3 separate regions of the Mus musculus genome follow, and regions 1 and 2 are each linked to region 3. Evidence: chromatin contacts called from public ChIA-PET and HiChIP or PLAC-seq data. All regions are on one chromosome and are shown on one strand. The core of a region is the stretch at or near the end of the contact, and the rest is flanking DNA. Distances in the headings are between cores, read along the strand shown.

What was found. ChIA-PET counts read pairs in DNA pulled down with a chosen protein or histone mark. HiChIP or PLAC-seq counts read pairs in DNA pulled down with a chosen protein or histone mark.
Region 1: a contact with region 3 is called in an RNA polymerase II ChIA-PET map of memory CD8 T cells, with 36 read pairs. The contact joins two enhancer-like sites. A contact is called at or near these places in 1 of 115 datasets of contacts at active chromatin or transcription factors (memory CD8 T cells) and 2 of 9 other capture datasets (adipose tissue and pancreatic islet).
Region 2: a BATF HiChIP or PLAC-seq map of CD8 T cells shows a contact between it and region 3, with 7 read pairs. The contact joins two enhancer-like sites. A contact is called at or near these places in 1 of 484 Hi-C or Micro-C datasets (the G1E-ER4 cell line), 6 of 115 datasets of contacts at active chromatin or transcription factors (CD8 T cells, bone marrow-derived macrophages, effector CD8 T cells and 3 more) and 1 of 9 other capture datasets (embryonic stem cells).

What each region holds. Positions count from the first base shown.
Region 1 is chr10:18,140,825-18,144,513 of GRCm38.p6, forward strand. Ect2l (epithelial cell transforming sequence 2 oncogene-like) reads right to left here. Exons shown (of 22, transcript NM_001370991.1): 15 at 2,069-2,283; 16 at 1,004-1,151. Among named protein-coding and RNA genes, the nearest start is that of Ect2l, 68 kb to the right of the region's middle. Within about 2 kb of position 1,602, at least 29 of the 459 cell types and tissues checked have an H3K27ac peak or open chromatin away from gene starts, as enhancers often do. A contact at or near this core is called in memory CD8 T cells, where this site is marked.
Region 2 is chr10:18,191,527-18,194,851 of GRCm38.p6, forward strand. The region is part of intron 3 of Ect2l (epithelial cell transforming sequence 2 oncogene-like); the gene reads right to left. Among named protein-coding and RNA genes, the nearest start is that of Ect2l, 18 kb to the right of the region's middle. Within about 2 kb of position 1,880, at least 44 of the 459 cell types and tissues checked have an H3K27ac peak or open chromatin away from gene starts, as enhancers often do. A contact at or near this core is called in CD8 T cells, effector CD8 T cells and memory CD8 T cells, where this site is marked.
Region 3 is chr10:17,987,334-17,990,675 of GRCm38.p6, forward strand. No RefSeq gene overlaps it. Among named protein-coding and RNA genes, the nearest start is that of Abracl, 34 kb to the right of the region's middle. Within about 2 kb of position 1,973, at least 76 of the 459 cell types and tissues checked have an H3K27ac peak or open chromatin away from gene starts, as enhancers often do. A contact at or near this core is called in CD8 T cells, effector CD8 T cells and memory CD8 T cells, where this site is marked.

The DNA of each region.
Region 1 (3,689 bases), core at 352-2,851, 150 kb after region 3:
TTTATAATTAAGGTGGGGTTGGATTAGAGCTAGAATAAATCGAGTAGATGACCTTGTGGGGTTACCTAACTTTCTCATCTGGAAAACGGGTAGAAGACTAAGCTCACAGTGTGGGACAGAGTCCTACCCAGACATTGCCTGCCATGCAACAAACCTGGTCATTTCTGTAAGACTTTGACTATCGTTGATAGTCACCTGTAATGCTTCAGTCATTCATGTTTTTCAGAGTGACATTCCAAAAGTGTTCCACTCTATTTAATATCCATTTCAATTGTACTCCATCATCATCACTGGTGTACCTACTCGAAATCATGTGCTACTACTCGGTATGTACATGTCTAAAACATGTCAATGTTGCTAATGTCTGAGTCAAAGATTTACTGATCTCACGCTCCAAGAACATTTCAGAGCAAGGCCATTTATACCTGTAAACAATTAAGGGCTTAAGAAGATTCTTGGTGTTGATAATAATAATAGCTGCCACAGCTAAATGTACTGAAGAGCTGACTGCTCTCACTTTGCTAATGAAGTAGGTAGCGGTATTTACCGTAGCTATAATACGTTTGCCACCAGTTTGTTTCTGGTAATACTGTTTTCTCTAATTCTTGTCCTCAAGGTCAAGTGTCTTAATCAAGTTGTCCATCGAGCCGAGCTTGTGTGCCCTGGTATTGTAGTGGCAGAGAGGATTCTGAGCTCACAATCATGCTTCAGCTTATGTTTTCAATGCCCTGTCACTGTGACATGACATGACACTGTGACCCACCTGGCTAGGGTCCATGAAAACTTGGCAGTGGGTAGCTGGAGCACAACTACTGGTTCCTGAGCACTGCTGTGTGTCCACCACTGTATTAGCCCCTACTTCAAGGTCCCTGTTCTCAAGAAACTCAAAGTCCAGGGGGGTGGGAGTGGGGGGAGGATGGGGGAGAGCTGAAAAGCAGTCCTTCCCACTTATCTCAGGCCTTTGGGTTATACAGGATTAGGTGGAAATAGTGCAACCACTTACCTTTTCGATGGTTTTCAGAACAACTGGATAATTGTTGAAGAAATTGGTATATATGTTCAGCTGGCTTCCAAACTTTATGAATATTTCTCCCACACAGTGAGCTGGGCTCCATTCCTGTAGTCTGTCTCGTAGGTTATCTAGAAACTCTCTACAATATGAGAAGTTTGTATCTTGAAATAGGGGCCTGTTGAAAGTCTCCCAAACTTAAGCCATGAATTCATTAGTGTAGGCTTTTCTGCTTAGTCTTTTGTGGTAGGGCTTTCTTTTGACCCATTGACCACAGAACAGTGTGCATTTGATAGGATGGGATCTGGGCAGAATGAGGGAAGAGGTTGGCTGTCCAGGATCCCATCTTTTACCTTAACTCCTTGGGTCCTAATCCAGCTTCCGACCCTCGGAGAGCCAGGGCCATGGACATTCTCACAGTCTTCTGAGGAGAATGGCACTTTTTAAAGCTTCAAGGCCAAGAACCATAGCTTACATACAGCCCACACACTCAACAGATCCAAGGTGACCTTCTTAGCTACTCTAGGTCATAAAAACTGAGAGATGTTCCATCAGCCTTCTCACTGAGTCACAGCGGGGGCCCAGGAAGTGGCAAACTATCTCTCCAGATCTGCGGAAATTGACTGTGACTAGCTCTGGGCTCATCTCACTCACGATAGGTAGACACTGTTGTTTTTCTTAATCTCTCAACAGATGTAGAAAACCCACGATGGAAAAGCAGAGTAGCCATCGAATCCTTTTGCTCCTGGCCCATTCAATTAGACATTATTGACTCTTGCCCACGGACTTTCATGGGAGCGGTTTATTGCTTACTGAATGCTGAGGCATCGATTATTTTTCTTTCACATACTGTAACCTGGGGCTGGAGTGGCACTGGAAGCCATCTGCTGGCTGTAGCTGTCAGAGGACATGCAAAGGAGCCTCTCTGCTCTTTCAGGTGAAGGGATCCCCAAGAAGATAGAGAGCTGCTGGACCATAGTGGAGCTTTGGAAACAAAGTTTGCTCTTCCCTCATCTAGGGGAGTACTGTTTTGTTAAAGACGCCATCTTTAGGGCTTACCTGTTGAGGTTTAAGATGTGCAGAATGTCAGAAAAAATGATGTGGATATTGGCAGCACTCAGAATGGCTCTGTTTGAGGAGAGCGCTGCCCTCAGGGGCTTGGCGTACACGTCCTGCACAATTCGCAGCATCTGCACGTACCGTCTCTCGCTCTGCACAAGCTCCCTCACAACTTGGGCTCGTGTCTCTACTGAGTTCATCTGGAGCTTCCTCTCCTGCAGAAACATCAAGGATTCATGAGAAATTTAATGACTGGGGCCCTCAGCAAAGGACAACGTGTTTAAGGAGGTGGAAGAGACCCAAAAAAGGGATTGTCCTAAGGGAAGATGGCTGGTTCCTAGTGATCATTTGTTTGGAGCATAAGAAGCCATGTCCTAAGGCCAAAATGAGCCCTGGACCCAGCCTAGGTATGATGGGGCTATAAAGATCTCTATGTGTGAGCTCAAGGCTGCAGAGCTCACACTTTCTTCTCTCTCTCCTTAGGTAAGCCACTTAGTTTTTCTCATTCAGGTGTTCATGTGTAAAACTGTGGATACTAACATCAACTTTGGAGTCTTAGGAAAAGGAAGGAAAACAACTATGAAGCCAAAATTGTGCTTGCATGTTGTACCTTTCAGCATCCCGCTCTGAAAGCTTCAGCTCAGAGCAGAGCACATTGCATCGATTGACTACAGTCAGCTTTCAGAGCTGGACTGTGAGTGGGTGTGCCAATTAAAAACTGCAGACCTATCCTGGCCCACAACTCAAATAGAAGCCCCCTGCTCTACCAGAAGCCACTGCAGTATCCAGAACCCCAGGTCAGATCCTGCCCACAGACATGCAACACTTCCTCAGACCCCACTCAGCTTTCCTCCAACAGTATCCCCTCCCCCCATCTCCTGGCCAACATCTATGGTACCTCAAGTAAGACTCCCCACCAGCCACCAGCCACACTTCTCAGAGCCCAGTTTTTCCCCAACAGCCCCTCTGCCCTTTGTCACCACATCCTGGCCTAGTCTTATTGCAACTTGGTATGCTGCCTTTGGTCCCTGGGAGGCCTGCCCTTTTCTGAAGGGAAGTGGACGAGTGGGTCTGGGGGAGAGGGGATGGAGGGGAGAGAGTAGACAGAGAAGAGGAAAGGGATGGTGTGGTCAGTATTGGCCCATGGGAGAAGACATTTTTAAAACCCTGCAAACCTTCGTGAGTATGTGTCCTTTCTTTAAATGATGACCTGTCATGGAAAATCGTGGGGTCATGTCCATGTTGGTGTTCTCCCCGTCTTCATCATTTAAATCAACTTCTTTTGAGTCCACATCATAGTTACCAGGAAAAAAAAATCTACCAACTGGATCTCCCTTTAATACGTTTACATAGTTGGTGGGTTGTTCCTTTCTTTAAGGGATGTTTTCAAGGAAACAAAGAACTAACCAGGGTAAACAATGACGCTTCCATGTCAGCAACAACACTGGCAAGACCCTAGCTGGTTAGTAGGTGACTTACCAGCAACAACACTGGCAAGACCCTAGCTGGTTAGTAGGTGACTTACCAGCAACAACACTGGTAAGACCCTAGCTGGTTAGTAGGTGACTTACCAGCAACAACACTGGCAAGACCCTAGCTGGTTAGTAGGTGACTTACCAGC
Region 2 (3,325 bases), core at 630-3,129, 200 kb after region 3:
CAGACACACTGAGGGTATGTAAGGAGCCAAGATTGCCGAAGGCAATACTAAAGGCAGAGAAAGAGAGAAACCAAACTCCAGCTTTACTACTGGAACCAGGCTTCAACTGCAACCAGATCTATCCCTGGAATTTTCAGTGATGCGGGAATAAAGTCTCCTTAATTATTCCAATCAAGTTTAGGGCCATCTACATAATGAAGTATATTCTAAAAACCAACAAGTAACCTCAACACTGTGGGATGCAAAAGGCACTTACAAAGCCAGGGCAGCAGTGTAGCCAGCGTTCACGCCTCCAGGAAGGAAGAGATCAGCAGGCAGAAGGGGCCTTGGGGCCCCGCAGAGCCTTCTACTGTGTGTTGTCCTTGGCTGTGCACCAGATCACCTGGGGAACTTGGTGACAACCGTTTCCTCAACGCTATTCCAGGCTGCTTGAGCCAAAGTGGCTATCAAGGCTCACGATCTGTGCTTTACAAACTTCAGTCTGATGGGACACACTTGTTCAGTGTTTGCGGACCTGACTCCCATGGACGAAGCAGCAGCCATTAGGGCAGATTCTGCTGCTGCTGCTGTCAAGTTAGAAGCACAGAATAAGCACGTGGTCGTTTTAGGAAAGCTCGTAGCTCTGATGAACTCCTTGGACAACGTGTGTGGGTCTGATGGGCTCTTTCACATCTGTGTGACTGCTAAATGCTTTTTGCCTCATTCTGGAGAGCTCAGATGACCCAAGACAACTTAGACTCCCTAATCAGGGCAGCTTCAAAACTTAGGACTCGATGATGTCATCACGGGGCCAGGATTCCTACATTTCAACTTTGTCATCCTCAACCTGTGCTCCTCCGTCTTGTCCCCTGAAATGTTTTCCCCAAGGACTAATTTGAGCAATAAATCTTCACACAACAGAGACCATGGGGTGGGAGAGGGCCCATGCACATCCTTACGCTCCTGCTAAAGTATAAGATGGGGGGGGGGAAGCACCCCGAGAAACTCTGCAGACATTGCTAACATCTCTTGGGCAGAATTACTGTCAAAAGGGCCTCTCTTCCACCAAACACTCTCAGGAATGAATTCAATCCAATCCTGAGATGCCTTCAACCTTCAGGCCCCTGGGTGTGCAGTAATCAGCAATACTCGGGCATTTAATACCAGAGTGGGATTGTGGGCAGAGAAAAGAGAAACAACAGAATGGCTCTGGTGGGAAGGTAATGAAGTATGTAAAGCCTCGGTGGAAATGGAGAAGAGACAAGGGACGATTTCCGTAGCAGAATTTTCCCTGTCCTATCACTGTATATATTAGTACAACAAGAAGCCTGTGATTGGACATGGAAAAGAGACATAAGAGTTGCAGAGACAGAGAAGGAGGAGACAGGTAGAGGAAGGAAGGAAGATGGAGCAGGAGGAAGACGATCCAGATTCTGTGTGGCTTTAAGTAGCCACAGGTAGCTGTGACTATAAGAGGAGGATAGAATAACTGGGGTAATTTGTCTAATCTAGGTGGACCGCTTGTATCATTAATTGTCTCTGAAATTACTGTGTGGGCATCTTGTGAATTGAGAATGTATTGATATATAAATCTGACTGATTCATTATAAGATTCTAGAGTTTTGATTTACTGGGTTACTGGAATTTGGGACCATCAGCCACAGGGGTTTATGGCTGAGAAGGTACAGGAGGCTAGGAGGCTGGCAAACTGAAGAAGGGAAGACTGCCTAGCTAGAGGCGGCTCGAGACCACAGGGCGGAGAGTAGCTGGGTGTAGCTCGGGAACTTGCCATTCTTTTAAATATTTCCCACAACAGTTTCCTGCCTTCCACATCAATCACACTCTCCTGTACACTGGAGATGTACTGCGGCTAGCTCTCGACATAAGAGCAGTTTAGACAAACAAGGTACCGTAGGTGATAACATCACGTGTGTGGTGGTTCTACGTGATTCAGGGAGACTTTAAACACAATAGAACTGAGCCACTGAGAATGTAGGGACTGAGAACTTCCATGCAAGACTTGCTTAACACGTCCACTGGTCTCCACCTCTCCCCCTACACGACAGCTTCAGGAGTCTGGTTTCCCCTTTGCTTTTAAACTTAACCATTTCTTGTTTGGGAGGAGCCTAGAGAGATGGCTCAGTGGTTAAGGGCTCTGAGTGCTTTTACAAAGGGACAGGCTCTGTTCCCAGCACCTACGTGGTGACTCACAAATGCCTGTAACTCCAGTCCCAGAAGATTCAATACCCTCTTGGGACCTCTGAAGGCAATACACATTTGTAGTACACAAACATATATGCAGGTAAACATACCCATATATATATAAAATAAATATAGATAAATAAACTTGCAGGTTTTTTAATAGCTTCATCAATCCCTACAAAACGTCTCAGCCGTGAATGAGGATATTTTATGATTGCTCTAATGGTGTAGAGCGTTGGCGGATGCTCAGAACATGGTCCTTAGTGGGAAGGAAGAGACAAAATGACCCAAACTTCCAGACTCTCTGCCTGTCCAGATACAATAGTTGGCAGTACAGAGGTACGCCTTGTCTCTGAACACTGCCTGCTCCTTTTCTGACAAAGTTCTACCTTCTCAGCTCCCGAGCCTTCTCCTTTGTCCATCTGGGTGGGCTCCTTGGTAGAATCTAGTCTTAGCAAAGAACATTGCTAAGTCATTTCAGAACAAATCCCAACGCTTGATACTTGATCACCCTGGAAATCTGATCGGGTTCCTGATCCTTCGGTGTTTGGAGGAAGAGGGGAGGGAAGGTGTCTGATCTTCTGCCTGTCTCCAGCAGGAGCCTGCTAGCTTCGTTTAGACAGAATCCCCTCGCCTCATGGTGATTTCCAGCCACTCTGCTCTGTCCTTGGCTAGAATTTTTACCTTGCCCATGTCTTCAGTTCAAGTCGCATCCTTCCCTGGTGACAAAGCCCACAGCAGTGATGGCGCTAGCAAGGTCCTGAAGAGTCTGTTCTCGTTCTGCTTTGGTGTTATACCATCCCTGGGCGATGCTTGTTCTTAAAACAACGTCCCATTGCCACGTGCAAATGCTCTCCTTTAAAATGAGTTTCCAAACTCAAGGAGATGCTGCTGCGCTGGGCTCTAATTGAAGCTGGAAGTATGTTGTCTCTGAAAAACTTCACAGCCAGGTTTCTTGACAGACTACACCAAGTGAGATTTCCTCACCCAACGGCTTGCAGGGGCCACACGGAAAGAGTAAGTGAGTGGATTAGAGAGGACATGGGTGTTCTTAGTATACAGGGATGCGTGCGTTGTCCTGCCCCTGCCCACCCCCACGTCCATTCTGCTCTGGTGAAGACGGGTGACCAGACGTAAGATCTCT
Region 3 (3,342 bases), core at 723-3,222:
ATTTATTTATTTATTTATTTATTTATTTATTTATTATATGTAAGTATACTGTAGCTGTCCTCAGATACTCCAGAAGAGGGCATCAGATTTCGTTACAGATGGTTTGTGAGCCAACATGGTTGCTGGGATTTGAACTCGGGACCTTCGGGAGAGCAGTCGGCGCTCTTAACCACTGAGCCATCTCTAGTCTCTCAGTTCCCAAATCCCATACACACTGGTAGCCAGCATCTTTACAGAATATCCACATCTGACATCCACTTTCACCTTATAGTAAAAGGCAAACCTTTACCTACCCGAATTTCACATTACATTTTATTCTTGATATAAATCATGTAACACATGAACTTTGTGAGTGAATTAATTAACTTTATCAGTTTATATCACACCATGTATATTAATTATAACCCAAACTGTAATTTCATAGCTGGTATAATTATGAGTGGATCCTGTAGCTTTGTTGATCCCAAAATAAAACTGCATCACAATTTAAAATCGTACAAATTTAATCTTCACACAAACACACACACATGCAAATTAGTCTGCAAAATAGGAGAGCACAAACCAAAATGTTAGGAACCTGGTTCACAACGTTACCACACTGTTTATAAACCAAGGAAATGGTTTGACCTTTTTCATGATTGGTTCTCGCACATTAGAACTCTTTGAGACCAACTGACTTGTTAAAGCTGATTTGTCTTCGACCCTTTTGGTTTAATCTCATAAAATCGCTCTGACAAGGACACAGAATGTCTGCTTTGTGTTTTGCTCATGGGTAGAGATTATATTGGGGGGAAAGCAGGATGACTTGAGTTTTGGGGTATGTGGCTATGGGCTGTATAAGTGAACAGCCTTGGGATATATCACAGATGTGGCTTCCTCTGTATTTAGCTCCTCCCTCGCCTCAGTGCTAGAGAGACCCAGTGTTTTGGGTGTGTTACATAAGTGTTCTACCACAGAACTGTGTCCTCTCACAATTTTTGCTTTTTACATTCATGTGTGCATATATGTGCACATCCTGCAGCTCGCACATGAAGGTCAGATGACAACCTTCAGGAGTCAGTTCTCTCCATCCACCCTGTGGGTCCCGGGATCGAACTCTGGTTGCCCTTCCTCTGGGCAAGCACCTTTGCCTGCTGAGCTATTTTGCCAGCCTTAGTGTGGTATGCATGTTGGGGTCCAGCTGTGGTTCCTCCATTTCCTCGCTCTCAGCGTGTCCAGACACGGCTTCACACCAGGCTGGAAGGATTAAATGGAGTTCAGAATGGGCTCTGCAGGTCCACTGAGAGTGAGTACAGGGAGCTGGGCTTCTCCAAGGATCTCAGTGTTACAGCTAGCTCGTTTAGACAAAGGCCTTCTCCACCCATCTAAGAAGAAACAGCTAAGATGATCTCAGCTCATGCATATACCTTTATTCAAGGTGAGCTTGTACACGTACAGTTATTTGGGGTAAGCCAGGGCTATATTTATGAACCTCAGAGAGTGAGAAAGGTTCTTCTTAGGGTGAAGTTTCATCGGCTGAGGCTGGGGAATACCTTTACATGGAGAGGCATTCCAAGAAGTTGAACCTGTAATTTCACCAAGGATGATGTGACATTCCTCAGGTTAAGTGTGGGTTGGGCTCCCCAGATCAGATGGAGAAGAAGAAGTCCCACTAAGAAAAGGGAGTGTTCTGTCTTGCATTGACTCAGGAAACCTGTCTGGACATGGTAGGACACAACCTTATTAGCAAGGTGCAACAACCTAGTATCTATTTTAAGATTCTTTCTTTAATTTCTAAAAACCCTGGCATGTATACTAATTTAAAGAAGACTAATCTTGAGAACTCCCTTCCTTAACTTGGTTGGGCACTTCCTTTTAACTAGCATATAAGTTACTCAATTAAGATGTACCCGCAAAAACGTACACTGTGCCAAGAAAGGGGCAGAAAATACATAAAGAAACTGAAAGCATTTGCCTTGACACAAATAACACGAACCTGCCACTGGTCAGGTTGGGTCAGAAAGGACTTCCCCTTCAGTGCCTGGTGGGACTTGGTTACCCTCCTGCCTTCCAGAGCCATCAACAGCACACCCTCCCCGCTAGCACAGTCCCTGAGGTCAGTCCCTGCATGGTCCTCTCTGGGAACAAGAACCTCGGAAGATTACGGGAAATACATGCAAACAGTGAGAGGAAGAAGTTCAGTGAAGTGCTCAGAAAGCTGAAAGGAGCAAGAAGGAGAAAGGAGAGAATTAACCTCATGCCAAATATTCCTCCCAATTTACCTTCTTTGTGAAGAGAAGAGATCGGCAAGGGGGGGGGGGGGTTAGAAAAGGAGGGGGAGTGGCTCCCCCCCCCTGCCTCCCATGCCCTCTTCCAGCCAGCACCTCACTGGCCCTGCCCAGCTTCTCAGCCTAGGAGTAGGGAGGCTGAGAAGACCTGCTCTCTCTGTCTTGCTGGTGACACAGTCCTGAAGCCAGGATGACAGGAAGACGGGGTAAATGGAGAAAATGAGAAAGAGAGAGAGGAGAGAGGGGCGGGGGCAGGACGAGGTAAGGCAAGGAATAGGAAGGGAAAGCAAAGGAAAAGAAGGAAGAAGGAAATGAAAGGTGGAAACAGGAGAAAGGAAGGAAGGAAGGAAGGAAGGAAGGAAGGAAGGAAGGAAGGAAGGAAGGAAGGAAGGAAGGAAGGAGTAGCAAACTGGTAGCGAAGAGAGGGAAATATGACTGCGAATCGCTGGGAAATGGCACCTTTCTCCTCCAAACCCTGTGGAAACCACTAGGTAACTCCACTCACGTACCTGGCAGCCTGCATCATCCTGGCTATGAGGATGACAGAAAGAAAGCCCTTAAGGCCCAAGCGGCAGACACTGGGTCATAGCCCTGGCCAGATGACAGTTACGAGCTATGTCAGAATATACAATTAGCTCAGAGGACAGTGCTCATGGCATAGAAGGGAAGCCACCAGAGGTGTGGCTCCTGTGAATTGGGAAACAATACCAAAACTACCATTACTTTCCTCCTGTCGGGGGTTTGTCCTGAATAACCCTGCCCCAACACTACCAGATCTCTGGTCAGTTTTTATTTTAAGAAAATCGAGACATCTTTTGTTTGTTTGGTTGGCTGGCTGGCTGGTTGGTTGGTTTTTGGTTTTCAAGACGGGGTTTCTCTCAGCCCTGGCTGTCCTAGAACGTGCTCCGCAGATCAGGCGGGCCCCAAATTTCCAGAGATCCACCTGCCTCTGCCTCTGCCTCCCTAGTGCTGGGACTAAAGGTAATCATCACCACTGTCTACCCAGAAATCTTTTTTTTTTAAGTATTGCAACTTCGATTTCTATTTTCGTTTTAAGAAGTAAACCAAGAATTCG